Regions from separate parts of the Mus musculus genome. Here all the other regions are linked to region 2. A link is a contact called in public Hi-C and HiChIP or PLAC-seq data. All regions are on one chromosome and are shown on one strand. The core of a region is the stretch at or near the end of the contact, and the rest is flanking DNA. Distances in the headings are between cores, read along the strand shown. Region 1 overlaps Prkn (parkin RBR E3 ubiquitin protein ligase). Region 2 has its middle 44 kb from the start of 1700010I14Rik. Region 3 overlaps Prkn (parkin RBR E3 ubiquitin protein ligase).

The links. Hi-C and Micro-C count contacts between places; a contact is called where the count stands out from the background. HiChIP or PLAC-seq counts read pairs in DNA pulled down with a chosen protein or histone mark.
Region 1: an H3K27ac HiChIP or PLAC-seq map of SST interneurons shows a contact between it and region 2, with 13 times the contacts expected there. The contact joins two enhancer-like sites. A contact is called at or near these places in 3 of 115 datasets of contacts at active chromatin or transcription factors (SST interneurons, astrocytes and stem cell-derived neural progenitor cells).
Region 3: a Hi-C map of cortical neurons shows a contact between it and region 2, with 5 times the contacts expected there. The contact joins two enhancer-like sites. A contact is called at or near these places in 8 of 484 Hi-C or Micro-C datasets (brain, cardiomyocytes, cerebellar granule neurons and 4 more) and 2 of 115 datasets of contacts at active chromatin or transcription factors (astrocytes and oligodendrocyte precursor cells).

Annotation. Positions count from the first base shown.
Region 1 is chr17:11,948,214-11,951,957 of GRCm38.p6, reverse strand. All of the region lies in intron 9 of Prkn (parkin RBR E3 ubiquitin protein ligase), which reads right to left. Among named protein-coding and RNA genes, the nearest start is that of D17Ertd648e, 67 kb to the right of the region's middle. Within about 2 kb of position 1,902, at least 28 of the 459 cell types and tissues checked have an H3K27ac peak or open chromatin away from gene starts, as enhancers often do. A contact at or near this core is called in SST interneurons, where this site is marked.
Region 2 is chr17:9,030,176-9,033,614 of GRCm38.p6, reverse strand. No RefSeq gene overlaps it. Among named protein-coding and RNA genes, the nearest start is that of 1700010I14Rik, 44 kb to the right of the region's middle. Within about 2 kb of position 1,989, at least 64 of the 459 cell types and tissues checked have an H3K27ac peak or open chromatin away from gene starts, as enhancers often do. A contact at or near this core is called in SST interneurons, brain, cerebral cortex and 1 more, where this site is marked.
Region 3 is chr17:11,617,372-11,620,893 of GRCm38.p6, reverse strand. The region is part of intron 6 of Prkn (parkin RBR E3 ubiquitin protein ligase); the gene reads right to left. Among named protein-coding and RNA genes, the nearest start is that of Gm41525, 46 kb to the left of the region's middle. Within about 2 kb of position 1,848, at least 16 of the 459 cell types and tissues checked have an H3K27ac peak or open chromatin away from gene starts, as enhancers often do. A contact at or near this core is called in brain, cerebral cortex and cortical neurons, where this site is marked.

The DNA of each region.
Region 1 (3,744 bases), core at 653-3,152, 2.9 Mb before region 2:
TGAAAGGCTGAGTTCCTCCCATGAGGCTAATTCACTGTGTTCTGTCTGCAGGTAGTGAGGGCTTCAGAGTGAGAGAGAGAGAGCTTTGCAACAAGAGCTACCATAGTGTGGGAGGGACGTTTGTTCCAGTGATGGATGGAATGACGTTCTTGACATAGTGTACGGGCAGAATCCTTACATGTAATTTATTTTGGTTTTCGATTATTTTGGAGAGAGCTCCCCTGTGGTTTCGGCTGGAGATATGTGTAAGCTATCAGTTTAGTGGGCTTGTTCCTGTTTCGCTGACGTGATAGTTTACGAGAAAAGCCCCCATTTCGCTCTGGTTTGCATTTTTGTATATTCAGTCTATGGTCTTACTAATTAGGATATCTGGCGCTGTTTCTACCTGCCCGAGTTTTACGCTGGGCTGCAAGAGTAACTACACTCACTTCGCAGACCGATACATTCTTCAGCAACCTGGGGTTCTTGAACCCCACCTTCCATCTTGCCAAACTTGAGTCTCTACCTGCTTCTGCCTACACCAACCAGGAAAGGACGGGGAGACAGGTCCACACTTTGTGATGCCCACCAGGAGGCTGTGTGGCCACTGATAAGGACAGTGACCGTCCAACATTCAAGCAGGGTAGTGTGGGCAGAGCAGCTGGCCTCAGGGCACATTCCCTACAAGTCATACCCCTGTGGGGGTATAAAGAAGAGCCTCCTTCCTCCAAGTCTGATGGAAGACCTCTGTGAGCCTTTTTGTGGGCTTCATAGCATCTTAGCGTTTACTGGCTGCCATCTCTGAGGTCCACTAGGACCCTGAGAGTGAGGCATCTGCACCTGCTGCAGTGTGGTGAAGCTGGACGGTGCAGTATCTGTGATGCCAACATGCCCTGGTACCTGGCAGTACAATGTGTGTCCCTGTATCTGGGGCAGCTGAGCACCATGACAAGATGAGCCTTCACTCCTGCCGCCAGCCTCCAGAGGACTCAAAGCTTCTGTGGGGGCTTCCTTCCTCTGCTCCGAGCCTCACATGTTACAGTAGAGGTGGGAGGAGCCTCCTGGTCACAAGGTTCTCCCATCATCCCTCAATCCCTATCTGTTATGGGGTCCTCCTTACTGGAATATACCACTGCCCCCTACCCTGAACCCTACAGCCTAAGGGCTGGGTTGCCCTTCCCCTTGCTGCTTTCCCTAGATAATCCAGCCATTTTGGCTCTGCTGGTCCTTTTTACTCTTTTGCCTGTTTGGTCTCTTGGTCTCCTGGTCACCTGGCTCTCCCATCTTCCCTTTCTCCTCTCTCCCCTCTTCTCACATGGCCTGGCTCAGTCTGGCCCTGTTCACTCTGGACTGTCCCAGATGTCATGATAAACCTTCTCTATCTACAGAACTAGGAGCAATGGTCATGTCCTCCGTTTTAATTTTTTTTTTCTTTTTTCATTTCGGGGGATAGGAGGACAACAATGTAGGGTGTGCTAGGGCTGTGGGCCTCTGGGGAAGCCCCGTGTGCGGGTGAGACTTGGGGAGAGTTGGGGATTGCCAGGAAAGCCACAGAGAGTCAGGGTTTGGGCCTGGGGCTAACCCAGCTGGGCAGCATAGCATGAGTCAGCTATGACTATTTGGAAGCAGGGAGACAAACAGGATGTTTGGGGCCTCCGAGCCGCGGAAGGGATTCATACCTGTTCTGAGGGCAATCTGTTTTTAACCTTGTTAACCTAAAGTGTACGTTGAAATTTAAAGCAAATGGAGCCTCTTTTCTCTCTGTGATTTATTAGGCCTCCCCTCTCTATCAAATTGAAGCTCTCCACAAGTGAGACAATTTATCCTTATCTAATTTCCGCCCACCCTCCCACTCTGGGAACACGAAGCCGGAGTGAGGGAGGCTCCTGTGGGAGGCAGCCACGGAGCAGTCAGCTCTTTGGGTTTCTTTAAATTTGAGTTTCATGCAGTCTACCAATCTATTTTCCTGCCGTATGCACGTGGAGGGACAATGCCACCCACCCCCCCAGTGAAATATTTCTAATTCTGTTTCAGCCGCTCCGCACCCATACAGGAACAGCTGGCCTCAGGGACAGAGGCTCTTTCCTCTCTCAAGGCTAAGTAGGACTTCTGTTTATCCAGTGCTGGGTAGGTGACTTCTAAATGATCTTTTAAGGCAAGAACCTGAGAGAAGGAAAAACATCCCTTTTTATCCCATTTTCCTCCTCACCCCACACCGAGCTGTTACTATAGCAACACGCTACCTGCTACTAGGACAGTTAAGTCCCCCTGTGAAGTTAAGCAAAGCTCTTTTTCACTCAGAGAGGGACTGCTGTTCACTGGCCACTTTGCCCCTGGGGGACTGAGTTCTTCAATTCTCTATGAAATGCTTAATCCAGGGTTTCCCACTGCTAAAACCTAAAATTCACTTTTAGCCCACAAATTCACTTTTAGCCCACAAACAACATAGAATATCCCCCAAACCTTTCCAGAAACAAGCTCAGTGCAAATGCATGTACATTTGTTTTAGTTATGGATAATTTCCTTCTCTGTATTGATTTAAGTGTAACAAAAGCCCCTCCTGTATAGGAAATAATATGGAGGAGATTACATATTGCTGTCCTATCTCTCCTTTCCTTCTCATGTCTCTAAAATCATGTTGGTGTCTGTGCATACATGCATGTATGTAGTGACGTATTTCAGACACACAGAAAACACACAGTGATGTAATAACTACTCCATGGTCACTGCCCAGCCCATGCACATGCTGGTATAGAGGCCATTTTTACTTTAACCACATAGAAATATAACAGATGAAGCTGAAGATCTCTGGCTCCATGCCCAGCCTTCCATCCTCATCTCTCTGTGTGTGTGTGTGCTTGTGTGTGTGTTTGTGTGCATTCGTGTATGTGTGTGTGCTGTGTGTGACATGTAGTCCATGTATATGACTGTACATATGCCTGTGTTATGCTCTCATACACGGAGGCCAGAGCATGACATTGTGTGTCTTCCTCTGTCTCTTTCTGTCTCTGCTTTGGCAGAGTCCACCCTGAACAGGGAGCTCTTGTTGAGCTAGGACCTGTTTCTGCTTCCCCTATCCTGGGCTTACTGGGAGTCTGAGCCCTGCTCCTTATGCTTGCCGAGTCAGCACTCTCACATGCTGGCTGGCTGGCCGGACCATCTCCCCAGATTTTTTTCCCCCCTTTCTCCTTCCTTCCTCATGCTTTCTATCTGCTTGCTGGGAGCTAGCCTGTGTCTTGAGGTTATAGTTTGACGTCTGGACCTCTGTTGACACCCGAATAGTTCACACTGAAGGGACTGTTTACATTAACAAAATAAAGAGTCGAGCCCACCCCGATTTCATAATGTTTTAAATAATTTACCATTTTGCACTGGGCTGGAATCATAGCTAGGGAGGGGAGACACGCAGCTTCCCAGGGGATGGACGCGGTTGACAGAGCTTTGCACCCAAGTCTCTGCATCTTTGTTATACATATATGTGTTAGCTCTTTTAACCTGTGTGCTCCTAGCTGAGGGCACCGGATGGGGATGGAAGACTCTGCTGCACAAGGTCACTGGAAATCCAGGAGCCCCAGAACCTCCAGCTGCCTCTCTCTCCTTCCTTTGACTTGCTTGGTAATCCTTACACCCCAGAGTACAGATTAAACCAACCCAAGTGAATGCCATTGGCCCTTTAAATAGAAAACGTTTTAGGTGGAGGCTTCTTTGGGGTTCCTGCTCACACAGAGTTTCCACCCCAAGGTCAGATGAAGAAGTTAGTTAGGT
Region 2 (3,439 bases), core at 740-3,239:
CAGATGTACACTCCGAAGCTTCGGCTGTACATCCTTATCATTGATCAAGTTCTATGGGGCTTCCCTCCCCTCTCCTCCCTTCCCTTCTCTTCCCCTTCCCCTCCTCTTCTGACTTTCCTTCTCCTCTTCCCTCCCCACTCCCCTCCTCTACATTCCCCTCCCTTTTTCCCTTCCCTTTTCTTCTCCTTTCCCCCTCCCCCTCCTCGCTCATCTTCCCTTCTTCTCTTCTTTCCCCTATCCTCTTTTCCCCTCTTCTCCTCTTCCCTCCCCACTCCCCTCCTCTACATTCCCCTCCCTTTTCCCCTCCCCTCTCCTCTCCTTTCTCCCTCTCCCCTTTCCATTTTCCTTCCCTCCTCTTCCCTCCCCTCTCCTCTCCTCCCCCTCCTCGCTCATCTTCCCTTCTTCTCTTCCTTCCCCTATCCTCTTTTCCCCTCTTCTCCTCTGCCCTCCCCCTCTCCTTTTCTCCTCCCCTCCTCTTTTCTCCCCTCCCATCCTCTCCTCCCCTCTATTCTTTTCTCCACCCCTCTCCCCCTCATTTCTCCCATTCCTCCCTTCTGTCCAGCCCTATTCCTTTCATACCTATTCCCATACTTTCTAGTCCCTACAAACAAAAAGTACACCCCTGTGGCGAAGCTAGCTTCCATGGTCAGATCACTGCTCTACAGCTGCCCCACACTGAGGCCCATGTTCTGTTCTAGTTCCCTGAAACCACAGTGATTTTGGGGAAGGAGGATGAAATAAAACCCTACCCACTGCTCATACTCAGTATGTAGGGAAGAAACAGGCTCTGCAAAGATTGCTGAGCAAAATCCCTGCTGAGATAGTTGAGAGTCAGTGCAAAGAAATGGTAGTTTAAATCCACAACAGGGGGGTGCCAGACTGTCCTTGCCTGAGGCTTTTCTGGTCAGAGGACTGTGCCTGCCCACTCTATGTACTGTTTAAGCACCCACCCCACCCCCAGATCCTCTTTGTAGATTAGCCAGCCCTATGGTAGCTCAGCTTGTCTTTGTTCAATCTAAACCTCAAGCTTGTCTGAAATCTTACAAGATAGGTGGAAATCAGAATGGGACACGGGCTGTGGGTGGCTTTGGCAGTACGCGTCTCTATTAAGTAGACTCAATTTAGTACTGGGTAAAGGGAAAGACGAAATTAGAATCGTGGTTGGCAGAAATAGTCTCCATCTGGCACTGTAATTACACACTGTCTTGACCTGAGCAATCTTTGCTGTTCCAAATGCTGTTTCCTTTGGAAAGCAAATTTTAAAAGACGCTGTAAACCACAGGTTAGGAAATACATGGTTCCAAATATCCACCACACCTTTTAGACAAGGGAGTCGTATCCTGCTTCTCTATTATGGCTCTGTCTTTTATAATTAAATGAACTCTCTAGTCACCCGATGAATGTCACCTCTTTACAGCGGGATAAACAGAAGAGATCTCCGGGTCTATTTTCGCCAGTGACATCAGACACTATTTCGATGGGGCTATGACTCAGTATCCTCCTTGGCGCCCTCACTCCTGAAGTTCTTTTAAGGGTGAGCCTGGGTTGCTGCCGGCATGCGGCATTTTCAGAGCCTCATGGAGCTCTTTATATCAACCCTTGACTTCACCTTCAATGCCAACAGGAAATTGTATATGGCTCTAATCTCCCCAGTAGAGCTCTGCCAGAAAGCCGGGTTCTGTGCGGTATAATGGCGCCACCTACTGGTCACACGTGTCCTCCTTTAGCCTGCCTCCGTTTTGTTTTTTTGGTGTTCTGTTTCCGTATTCTGATGTGTCTGTCCTCAGAGACTTTGTTTTTAGCTTTTCTACTTCGCAGCTGCAGCAAGCTGGACTGATAAGCAAACGATATCACCACCTGATCGTCTGTTCTATAGGTCCTAAGATCTTACCGCTGACGGGGGAAGTCATGGACAGACACCAGCTTGACTTGATGACTCTGTCCTTGAACCCAAGCAGCCTGATAATCCAGCCTGATGATCCGGGCCGAGCCTCACTTCCCTTGCCTCAGCCAAGCGGCCGTGCAAACCTTCACTAGACCCCAAACGCCCTTCCTACTCCCTCAACGGGCACCTGCTCTCCTAGGCATCCACACAAATGGATTGCTTTTAAACAGAAAATGACACTGACTGTCACTAGACGTAACAAGTGCCTTATGTACATTTCATTGGAAGCACAAGCTGAAATTAGCCTGTCAGAATCTTACTTTTCTGGATGCCAGTGTGTCGTGTGGCAGAATTAGCTCAAGAGAATAAAGAGCAGGCTTGCCTGTCAGAGAGCTTCTCTCCACAATTCTCTTGCTTTGTGTGCCTGGCTTAATTCAAATGCTTTTTTCATGCTTGAAGGGGTAGGTGTGTGTGTGTGCGTGTGTGTGTATGTGTGTGTGTGTGTGTGTGTGTGTGTGTGTGTGTGTGTGTGTGTGTGTGTGTGTGTGTGTGTGTGTGTGTCTGTGTGTGTGTGTGTGTGTGTGTGTGTGTGTGTGTGTGTGTGTGTGTGTGTGTGTGTGTGTGTGTGTGTGTGTGTGTGTGTGTGTGTGTGTGTGTGTGTGTGTGTGTGTGTGTGTGTGTGTGTGTGTGTGTGTGTGTGTGTGTGTGTGTGTGTGTGTGTGTGTGTGTGTGTGTGTGTGTGTGTGTGTGTGTGTGTGTGTGTGTGTGTGTGTGTGTGTGTGTGTGTGTGTGTGTGTGTGTGTGTGTGTGTGTGTGTGTGTGTGTGTGTGTGTGTGTGTGTGTGTGTGTGTGTGTGTGTGTGTGTGTGTGTGTGTGTGTGTGTGTGTGTGTGTGTGTGTGTGTGTGTGTGTATATGTGTGTGTGTGTGTGTGTGTGTGTGTGTGTGTGTGTTACCCTTCTAAACTTCGAAATTATCACTGCATGAGTGTGTGTGGTGGGGGGGGGTGTTGGGGTGAAATTGCCATTTCCTATAAGGTCCCAATGCTTTTTCCCCCTTTTACTTTATCTCTGCAAATGAGAATTTATCAAAGGCTAAGCCTTAGTCTTTTGTGATAAAAAAAAAAAAAAAAAAAAAACCTAACAAAGTATGCCGGTGGGGGGAAAAAAAATATGTAAAATTCACATTGCTGCTGGAAAGATCAAAGCTTAAGGATGCTGCCCAGAATGACTGATTTCCCGTCAGCTCCGAGGCTTCAGGACACCAGCGAGCTCTTCTGTGAAAGCAAGGTGTTAGAAGCAGGTGTCTGAGATGCTTAGGGCTGTTAGAGGTCTCACTGGTCTCTCTGGTATGTTGCCCCCTTCTGGCAAAGGGCAGCTTATAATCTGATCCTTCAGAGAACAGCTTCAATGCATACTACTCACATGAACAGCCGCTACAGACCTAACACCACACAGATGAGAGTGTTACAAACTGAGATTGTTCCAGAATTGATGCTCAAGTTGAGTGAGTCCACTTTCTGCCAAGTAAAGGAACACCAGAGAAACTTAAAAAAA
Region 3 (3,522 bases), core at 599-3,098, 2.6 Mb before region 2:
TTTCTTCCTGTGTGTGTGTGCAGTTCCTCTAGTCTTCAGATGTGTAAGTCACAGAGGATGGGATTCTCATGAACTCCTTGACAGATGGAGCCTCATTTTGGGTAAGAGCTTATGCAATATCATGATGTACACAGACCCGAACATACTACATGCACCTTTTCTTTTCCCAACTGCAGTTACTTGAAATAGAATCTACCAGTAGTCCTGCATATGCTCAAAGAACAGAGACCTGCAGCAGCACTACAGTGAGTGTGTGATGGCAAAGCTCCACACTGCAGTGAGGAGCCCACCACCCAGGGCTGTGAGGAAACACTCTTCCCCCTCCCCACTCCTCACACCCAGGCTGCTGTGACGAACTCCTTACCAAGCTTCTATAAGTAATAGCCAACGCTTACTCCCATGAGGACCCACTCATTCTTCTCATTTCCGTAAGGAACCCCAATACATGCTTTGCTTCAACAAGCTAGACTTGGGTGGCATGGTTTCTGTTGTCCTCTATGTGCAGTCCAGCAGGGACTGTCTGTCCTCTTGTCTGCCTTGCAAGCTTGAGTGAACTGTCATAGGCTCAGTGGGATTTTGTCTCTGTAGCCTTTGCAAAAAACTTGGGTGCTCCTGCCTGGCATGTGGGGTGTCAATCTCCCAGGAGCACATAGTTACCAGACAGCAAGGATAGCTCCTTTCCAAGAAGGGAACCTAGTGGAGTCTTTTCCTTTGCACATTCCCCTCAATGCGTGCCACACAAATGCCCTGCTAAGAGGACAGCTGTGCTTCTTTCATTCCCACCCCCGCCCCCCAAGCTGCAGCCTGCAGGAATGCAGCAGATTGCTTATCATTTCTTCTGGCTTTAATTCCTCTTTATTTTTCACCCTAGCCACCCTGGGCTTTCAGTTCCCAAACAGTGTCAGCACTATTCATTCTAGCCTAAGGCTCTGCTCCCCAGAGCACTCTGGGTAAAGTGTGAGCCAATTGATTGATGTAAACGCTTTCTGGTGATCTATGAGCGAGGAGGCACCTGAAACCAAAGTTGTTATCATTGTCATGGTGTCTACTTCAAAACATGGTGGTGCTGAGTGACCTGTGGCACCGCTCTGAAACTCAATACAAGGAGTTAAGAGAAAAATCAATGGAAATGTGTTAAATGGTAGCAAAAATCATATTTCAAGTGGAGTTCAAAAGAAGAGAAAACCAAATTAAAATAAGATTTTTAACTTGGAAAATGAAAATCTAAAAATTGACTCTGTTTAGATAAGGCAAATGTGGGTGAGGCTGTGGAGAACACACGGCATATGCATGTATTTAAATAAATGAAGACTTGCACACACTGAGAGTGCAGGGGGAAAACTAAGGCAATTCTGTTCATTCTTGCGGAAAACCCATTACTGTACAAATTCGAGAGTGAAGGCTCCTAACAGTTCAATTTGTGGGTGTCTGCACCCATGTTTTGCTCACTGCCATTTTTCTTCCATGAAATGTGATTGCCACCCTGTCTCAGATGTGGCAAGTCTCAGCGTTCCACCCAGTCAGTTCTAGACAGATGGCCACAACACACATTTTCCAATCATGCCCAGACCAAGATTGAATCTGGCAGAAGCCTTAACTCATAACTTCCATTCCCAAAGACACTAAACATATTTGCTTGGTAGCCTTTCTGACAGCATCCATTAAACACAGAGGCATGTAGGGATGGATGCGTGGAGCAGGGTGGGAAGAGAAAGTCATGCTGGGATGCATGACTGGAAGAGGACACTCCAAACGGGAAGACTTCTGCTCCACTCTCACCTGCAACCCCTCTCGTGAGCCTGTGTGAGTGGCAGAGTGCCACCTTGCTTTCACTTGGAGTGCAGTGATATGACTCACGCAGTGAGCTGCTTTCGGTGATGCTCTGACAAAAAAATCCTTAAGCAAGGAAGGGTTCTCTTGGATCACAGTTGGAGGGGCAGTCCATCCTGGTGGAGCCAGAGTGGTGGCAGGAACATGGGGCATCCAGTTACATTATATACTCAGGATGCAGGGAGTGATAAATGTTGGTCCTCAGCCAGCTTTTCCTTTTCATCCATCTTGGGATGTCCTCCATCCTCCACCATGGAAGGATTAGGATTCTCTTCACACCAAGGATGCGTTTTCCTACCTCAATTAGTCCAATCAAGACGTGCCCAGAGGTTTGTTTCCATAGTGACGCTAAATTACATCAATCTGATAATCAAGGTTGAGCATCACACCCACCGAGATGGGAATGCAGCCTGCAGCAGGGTGTAGGCCTGATGCATGCAGCTTATGAGGAGGGGTCTGCGGACAAGAAGTAAGTTGGGATGGTTACCACATGGATATTGTGGCCACAACACGCTGGCAGCCTGACTAATGGATGTTCTGTGGCTGAACTGTTTCCATCTGAAATAATAACTCCCCAGCTCCAGAAAGAGGAGGGCCCTTAACACCCCTGCAACTCTTCTCACATCTTATCATTATGATGCAATGGAAAGGGGGCCAGTTATCTCAAGAGCAACATGCAAACAACATTGTTTTCAAGGTGCTTTAGAATAAGGAAAAGGGGTTCCCCCAATGGGCCAGCACTAGGTAAGGAGCATGAGAATGGAGGGACCTGCTTTGACTATGCTGGTAATCTGTTGACTGCCATCACAAGCTCCTCGTTGCCCTTCACAGCCATGGGGGCAGGCTGCTGTTCCTTACCTCGTCTTCTAGGGTCACAAAGAGTCATTCCTACGTGAGTTGTAGGAACCTGTTCTTGTCTCTAGGTTTATTGAGATCAAGGCATGACATCTGTCCACAGACTCATTTGTACCACGGCAGTGTCTTTATCTTACTAGCGGCAAAGTCTCATGGGGACACTGACTCTTGAACCAAGCCATTTTCTTCTATTACTTTCATCTTTTAAGAAGTATTTATTATACATATTCTCTTTTGTTATGTTTAAGGTCGGTAAATAAAAATAGTATCAGTTTATGATGATATGCAATATGACATTTTGAGCTGTGTAGATACTGTGGAACTGCTGAATCAAGTTAATTAGCATATTCATGACCTACCGTAGTTTTTATCTCCATTTATGGCAAAGAGACTTAAAATCTGTTCCCTTACCAGCCTTCCAGCATGTCCTATTTTTAGTAAGTATAGTCACCATGTTATATGACAGAGCTCTTGAAGTTATTATTCCTGTCTAATTCACATGTCATATGTGCTCTGATCCTTACCCTCTGGTTGCCCTGCTTCTCCAGATGAGCATGTCTTTTTACAGAGTCCACATGTTTAAGTGAGCCCTCGCAGTATTTCCTTTGCTATGCCTGGATTATCTCTCCAAGGTTACCTGTGTTCCTATAAATTACAGGGCCACTGCTTCCTATGTCTAAACTATTTAAACATAGTTTCCTGTTGTGTATATGGAGCACATTTCCCCCACTTTAAACATCCATCCATGGGGACTTAGGTTCATTCTGACTATTGTAAGACCGCAATAATCATGGGATATCAAATGTCAATCATAGGCATGTGTCTGCTGTCTGCAGC